Linked DNA regions of Sus scrofa: region 2 is linked to region 1. Evidence: chromatin contacts called from public HiChIP or PLAC-seq data. All regions are on one chromosome and are shown on one strand. Each heading gives the region's core, a stretch centred on a gene start, on an enhancer-like site or on the middle of the called end of the contact. The rest is flanking DNA. Distances are from core to core; before and after follow the strand shown. Region 1 holds the start of NEMP2 (nuclear envelope integral membrane protein 2). Region 2 overlaps STAT1 (signal transducer and activator of transcription 1, 91kDa).

What was found. HiChIP or PLAC-seq counts read pairs in DNA pulled down with a chosen protein or histone mark.
Region 2: an H3K27ac HiChIP or PLAC-seq map of skeletal muscle shows a contact between it and region 1, with 2.2 times the contacts expected there. The contact joins the enhancer-like site here to the promoter of NEMP2 in region 1. A contact is called at or near these places in 1 of 5 promoter capture datasets (fetal liver), 4 of 47 Hi-C or Micro-C datasets (embryonic fibroblasts, epiblast stem cells, heart right ventricle and 1 more) and 2 of 2 datasets of contacts at active chromatin or transcription factors (alveolar macrophages and skeletal muscle).

Annotation. Positions count from the first base shown.
Region 1 is chr15:95,512,088-95,514,921 of Sscrofa11.1, reverse strand. NEMP2 (nuclear envelope integral membrane protein 2) reads left to right here and starts at 1,508. Exons shown (of 13, transcript XM_021076065.1): 1 at 1,508-1,631. GLS (glutaminase kidney isoform, mitochondrial) reads right to left here and starts at 1,508. Exons shown (of 18, transcript XM_021076049.1): 1 at 892-1,508. The coding sequence starts at 1,277.
Region 2 is chr15:95,611,529-95,614,228 of Sscrofa11.1, reverse strand. STAT1 (signal transducer and activator of transcription 1, 91kDa) reads left to right here. Exons shown (of 23, transcript NM_213769.1): 17 at 1,075-1,124; 18 at 1,834-1,928; 19 at 2,667-2,700. Among named protein-coding and RNA genes, the nearest start is that of STAT1, 30 kb to the left of the region's middle. Within about 2 kb of position 1,423, at least 21 of the 83 cell types and tissues checked have an H3K27ac peak or open chromatin away from gene starts, as enhancers often do. A contact at or near this core is called in fetal liver, skeletal muscle and subcutaneous adipose tissue, where this site is marked.

The sequences.
Region 1 (2,834 bases), core at 259-2,758:
ATTGCCTCACAGACTGCGTAGGAAAAGTCAATTTTAAGACTAAATTGCTGTTCGGAATAGATGGCTTAACACCCTCTCACAATATAAATCACAAAAGCTACTTAACTCCGTTTTTCCAGTGTTTTACCCCTCACATTTCATCTTGGTTATTTTGACTTTTATCTTTTTTTTTTTTTAACTTTTATTTTCAAAAATTCACCCGTCTCATGAAAGATGTCAGACAGGCCAAAGCTGATCCCCAGTGAAACAGGTGGTCTGTACTGCACGGCATGCCCCATCTTCTCAGCCACATGACCCTTTTCCTCTTAACCTTGTTTCGGAAATATTATTTCCGGTGCCGCAGATGGCCCTACATACGTCTGAAAAAGCCACTCCAGAAATATTGAGAATACTTTGCCACATTAGACAGGGTGGTAGAGATCGAAGGAGGTTAGGGAGAGAGGAAACTCGAGCCCGGAAAAGCAACGCGTCAGGAAGGCAGAAGCTCTGCTCAACGCCCACCGCTTAAATGTCACTCGGTCTGTTCGTGTGCTATCACCCACGAAGGGCTAGGCGGGCGGCCAGGCGCTGCCGCCGGGAGCCGGGCTCGGAGCACGCGGCGCGGGCCAAGCAGCCACAGCTTCCAGCGCTGGGGGGGTGTGGGGGGTGGACCAGACTGACCCCTCGGCGGCTCCACCCCGCGGCGGGGAAGGGAAGTAAAGGCTGAGCGGTGAGGCACAGGCGGGGAAGGCGCGGGCGGGGCTGGGCCTAATCACATGGCGCAGACGGCGCAGGCCGCCCGGCATCTCTTTCTTTCTCGAACCTCCGTTCCCATCCCGCCCCACCGCAGGCCCCTCCCGGGCATGGGCCCCACGCAGGATGAGGCCTCCAGCGCCTCGCAGAGACACTCACTTTTCGCCGGAAGCCACCAGCTCCTTGCCCTCGCTGTTGCCGAACCCGTCCGTTTCCCCCGGGCTGTCCTTGGGGCTGGGCGCCGGCGGGGCCGCGGGCGGCGACGCCCCGGGCTGCTGCTGCTGCTGCGTGCCCCCTTTGCCCAGCTCCTGCAGGATCTCCGAAGGGGAGCTGGACAGGCCCCTCGCGAGGGGCCCCGCTGGCCGGCCGCCCCCGCCCCACCACGGGTGGAGCCGCGCGGCGGCCGCAGGGCCCGTTCGTCCCCCGCCCCGGGAGCGCCGGCACAGGGTGGCGAGGGGCTGCGCCCGCCTCAGAACCGCGCAGGTAGCGGCGGGCGGCCGCAGGAGCAGGTTCCGCAGCATCGCCGAGCCTCGCAGCCGCATCATGCCGCCGGGTCCGTCAGCGCTCGCTCAGCAAGGGAGGATGCTCCGGGCGTGGGCAAGCCGCTCTCTGAGAATGCGGTCTCCGACCGGACGACGAGAGGGCAAAAGAGGACAGGGGCAGTGACGTGGGTGTGGTTCCGGCTCCGGCAACCGCCGACGCTGCTGCTGCTGCTGCTGCTCCGGAGACTACCCGCAGCCACTTCTGCTCCCAAACGAGGAGGGACCCGCACTGAGACTGAGGCGCAGGGGCGGGCCGGGGACATTCCGCGCTCACCCTCCCGGGGGCGGGAGGACGCTGGCGGCCTGCCCCAGTCGCCGGTCCCGATTGGCTCAGATCCTCGACCTCGCTTCTGATTGGTGGGTGTAGCAGTCACATTTCTCTCCCCGCCCGTTGCGCGGAGTCAGGCGGGGACTGGCGGGGGGCGGGGAGAGGGATCAAACTGACGTGCGAAGCAGGGTAGCCAGGCCGGGCTCTAGAGTAGCCCCTTCCTCCTCGCCTCGTCAGCCCTGAGGCTACCCTCGTGGGGAAAGTGGGGGCTCAACGGTCTCGTCTTTTACGAAGCAGATGGACTCCTGGACTCTAGGGCCTCGAACTGTTTGGGAGACTGATGGGCAGGAGCCTTATGCAGCCGGAGGGCCGGCGGTCAGTCAGTGGGCTTGGCCCGCGCTGGCGTCTGGCCCAGCTGTCGAAGCTCGGCTGGTCCAAGCTTGCTGCTGGCCCGGAGCTAACTGGTAAGGGCGTGTGGCGACGCCTCTGAGGGCATCGATCCCCAGAAGGCAGACCCAGACGAGCTTTGCTCTCTGCCCAAATGTTCCTATGGTTGGCGACTGCCCAGATGTGAAATGTTTTGGAAAAAATGAGCAAAATCCTTTCAGCTATGCGACTTAGCCATTTGGAGGGCTGGAGTTCAGGGGAGGACCAAGAGAAAGGGGGAAATTCCTGAACACCACTGCTTCCCTTTTTAAAAATTACTGTTTAAAATGTACACCTACATCTCAAAAAGATTTTTTAATAGCAGCGATTCCCTTAACACTCGTTTGCTTGAAAGCAAACTTGTAGACACTTTTCTATTCTAAAGCTGCTTGATTGTCATAAGATAGAAGCATCCAGATACTAGGTCTTTAAATCGTTTCAGCTGTTTTGATCCATTTATCTTTGAGGACCGGTAGGAAAAGAACCAAGGAGCTGATAAACTCTGAATTTTTCTTTGAACTTACATCTACAGTCCACTCCACGCGAAAAGAAAAGCTTTTAGAGAGTTTACCAAAACAATTAGGTTTATATGCATAGATTCTTAAAGGTTAATAGGATGATTTTTATGAAAAGGGAAGGGTGTATGACAGGTGCATCATTAACTGATCATCAGATTTAGTAATCTGATGAATCTTAAAATACTGCACTAGATTAGTCATTGGAAATCTGACTGTACCTACAGGTTATGTGACCTTTTGCATGCCACAGTCTTGCCATGTTTAAGTTTTTTCTATCTTTAACTAGAAGCACGTGGAAAAATCTATCATATGTAAAGCAAGTAATCACACTTATTAAAAGACTTGCAA
Region 2 (2,700 bases), core at 174-2,673, 99 kb before region 1:
AGAATATTCTTTGATAAGAAAGATGAAAGTCATGTTAACCTTGGGGAGAAAAAAGCCCCCAGCATGGTAAGAATAAGGTCGTGGGGCCGCCCACACAGCACACACCCAGGTGTCTTGTGTCAGGTGGGCAGAGACACGGCCCACATCAGGAGGATGCCTGTCACCAGCAGTGCCTGATGTGGTCCCGGCCATGCTAGAAAATTCCCTGTCGGTAGCTAATGTCATGGGCTTTTTAGTCTTCCACACTAAGCAAATCCAAGACCTCTTGGCCTCAAGGTCAGATCTTCAGTGCATGGGAGTATCTGAACTATTTCTTTAAAAATCCATGGGTACCTTTTCTCTGGATTTGCTTACTGTATAGCAGAGCTTCATGTACTGCAAATACCAGTAGGCTTTTCCTAACCAAATGGCTCTCAGCAGTGCCTTCTCTTGGCCATGTAGCTGTCACAGTGGGGACCTTGTGCTGTTTTAGTAAAAAGTGAGAAATCCCTTATTTGCACCAAATTAAGACATATCTTTTCCACCTGTGATGGCTTATCTGTGGTTCTCTGTGAGGAAATGGTGGGCTCACTGCCTCTTACAGCCTGGGCCACTTCACTTTGTAGTGATAACCACTAGGCTTCCTTGCCCTCTCTCATTTCGCTAACTTGGCATTTGATTTGCATCGATCTCCCTGAGCCCGTGTCCTATTTGGAGGAGGGCTGAGGGACATGCCTATCATCTAAAATAAGCTTCTAAAGTCAAGTGTCAGTTAAATAGATCTCCTAGGGGCCCATCTTTCATCTTAGTTCAAACTTAGGAAAAAGCTCTGTAGGGTCCCTGGAAGAGGAGCCTACAGTAGAGGGAGAGGGAAGCAGGCAGTGGGAAACGATGCTGCACAAAGAGGGACCAGGTGGAGGTTCTCTAGAAAGTGCAGGTAATTAATATTAGTGCCTCTGGGAGTTTCAGCCAGGTACATACAACCTTCCTTTGTTGAATGTTGGCTTTCTGAGAGCAAATACAAGAGCCATCAGTCCAGCCAAAGCTTCAGAATCGATTTCCATTTCCTGAAAATGCTTATTTGTATTTGTTTAGGTCCCACTGCTGGCCCTGACGGTCTTATTCCCTGGACGAGGTTCTGTAAGGTGGGTACTGTCTGGGCTTTAGACTTTGGAGCTCTTTACACTCTGTGTAAAGGAGTTCTCGCCGTGACGCTGACCGCCCTGTGCTTACTTTGGCATATTCCTCTCTCACCCATGGAACCCCAAGGGCAAGTTGTTTACTTTCCTTCAGCTCCAAAGGTTAGTCTCCAAGTGTGAGCCTGACAGGAAGCACCTGCCTGTGTGATAACATTCTTTCATATCCGAAGTGAGTCTTCTGTTTGCTCACAGTGGCCCTTGGCCTGGCGGCATTTCAGCCCCATCCATGAGGAATGCGCTCTGTGCCGACGTGGCTGGCCTGCAGGGCCAGATGAGCTTGCCCGAGTCTGCTCCAGCAGTGAGACCAGTTGAGGGGAATAATCAGACGCCACTAGGGTCACCAGACAGTGTTGACAAGCTTGTGCTACTGGATATTAGTAGTGCAAATGAAGGCAGCTCATGTTCCGTGATTCACCCTGGAGGTCATTCCTTGGCCGGGTGGCTGCTGTTTGGAGAGGGAAGCAGAGCCCAGCTCAGGAAGTGGAGAACTTGGTGTCTGAATGCTGATAAGAGGGAGGGCCTTCTCTGGAGGGGACAGCCCTAGCTTTGGCAGCTGGGCAGTGTTTGCAAACTAAAATCCCACGGTGGGAGGAGGCATGGTAAGTCACTGTATTGGATTTTGTGGTTCATAATGTGTGCATTTGTATACTTGCAGGAAAACATAAATGACAAAAATTTTCCTTTCTGGCTTTGGATTGAAAGTATCCTTGAACTCATTAAGAAACACCTGCTCTCTCTCTGGAATGATGGGTAAGGGCCATTGATAGATGTATTCTTGAAACATGTTGAGCACACGCTCCCTACTGCAAGGCTGGGATAGGCCTGACCCAGACAGACTTCATTACTTGACAGGACTATGTGCATCTCACACACACAGCTGTTTTACAGGCTGTCCCTTCAGGTATTCATGATAGTGGACCCTCATAAGATTAAATCTATACCTATCATAGTATATGTCTATTTGCATTTTCAAAGCTAAATTAGAAAGCCCTGAGTGCAATTCATGCATTCATTCATTCTACAAAAATTTCTTGAGCACCTAGTTTCTTGCCTCTCAGAAAAGAAGAAAAACCTTTTTTAACTTGGTAAGTTGTTTCTAATTTGTTCCCAGGGTCAGTTGTTATTTCAGCAGAGGCTTTAACCTGGTCATAAGTCTTGGATATGAACATGGATTGTCTGAGCCTTCCTCTTCGCTATGAGATGCATAAATTCAGACATTTTTGTAGTAGAAAATGAAATTAATCCAGCAGGTATTTATTGGTTGTCTGTAGTATTCTACTGGCACCATATTAATGAGCTTGTCCAGGACTTTAGCATGTATACATATGAGTGAAATGTGAAACAGATTTTAAAGCATTTAAAATAGTTGATACATTTTTATTTTACGTTCATTTGTCAAGCTGCAGTCCTCTTGATTTGTAAGTTAACTTGAAAATTACAATCATGACTGAACTCAGAGTAGCTCCATCACTCCCTTTCCACATCCAGGTGTATTGTGGGCTTTATCAGCAAGGAGCGAGAG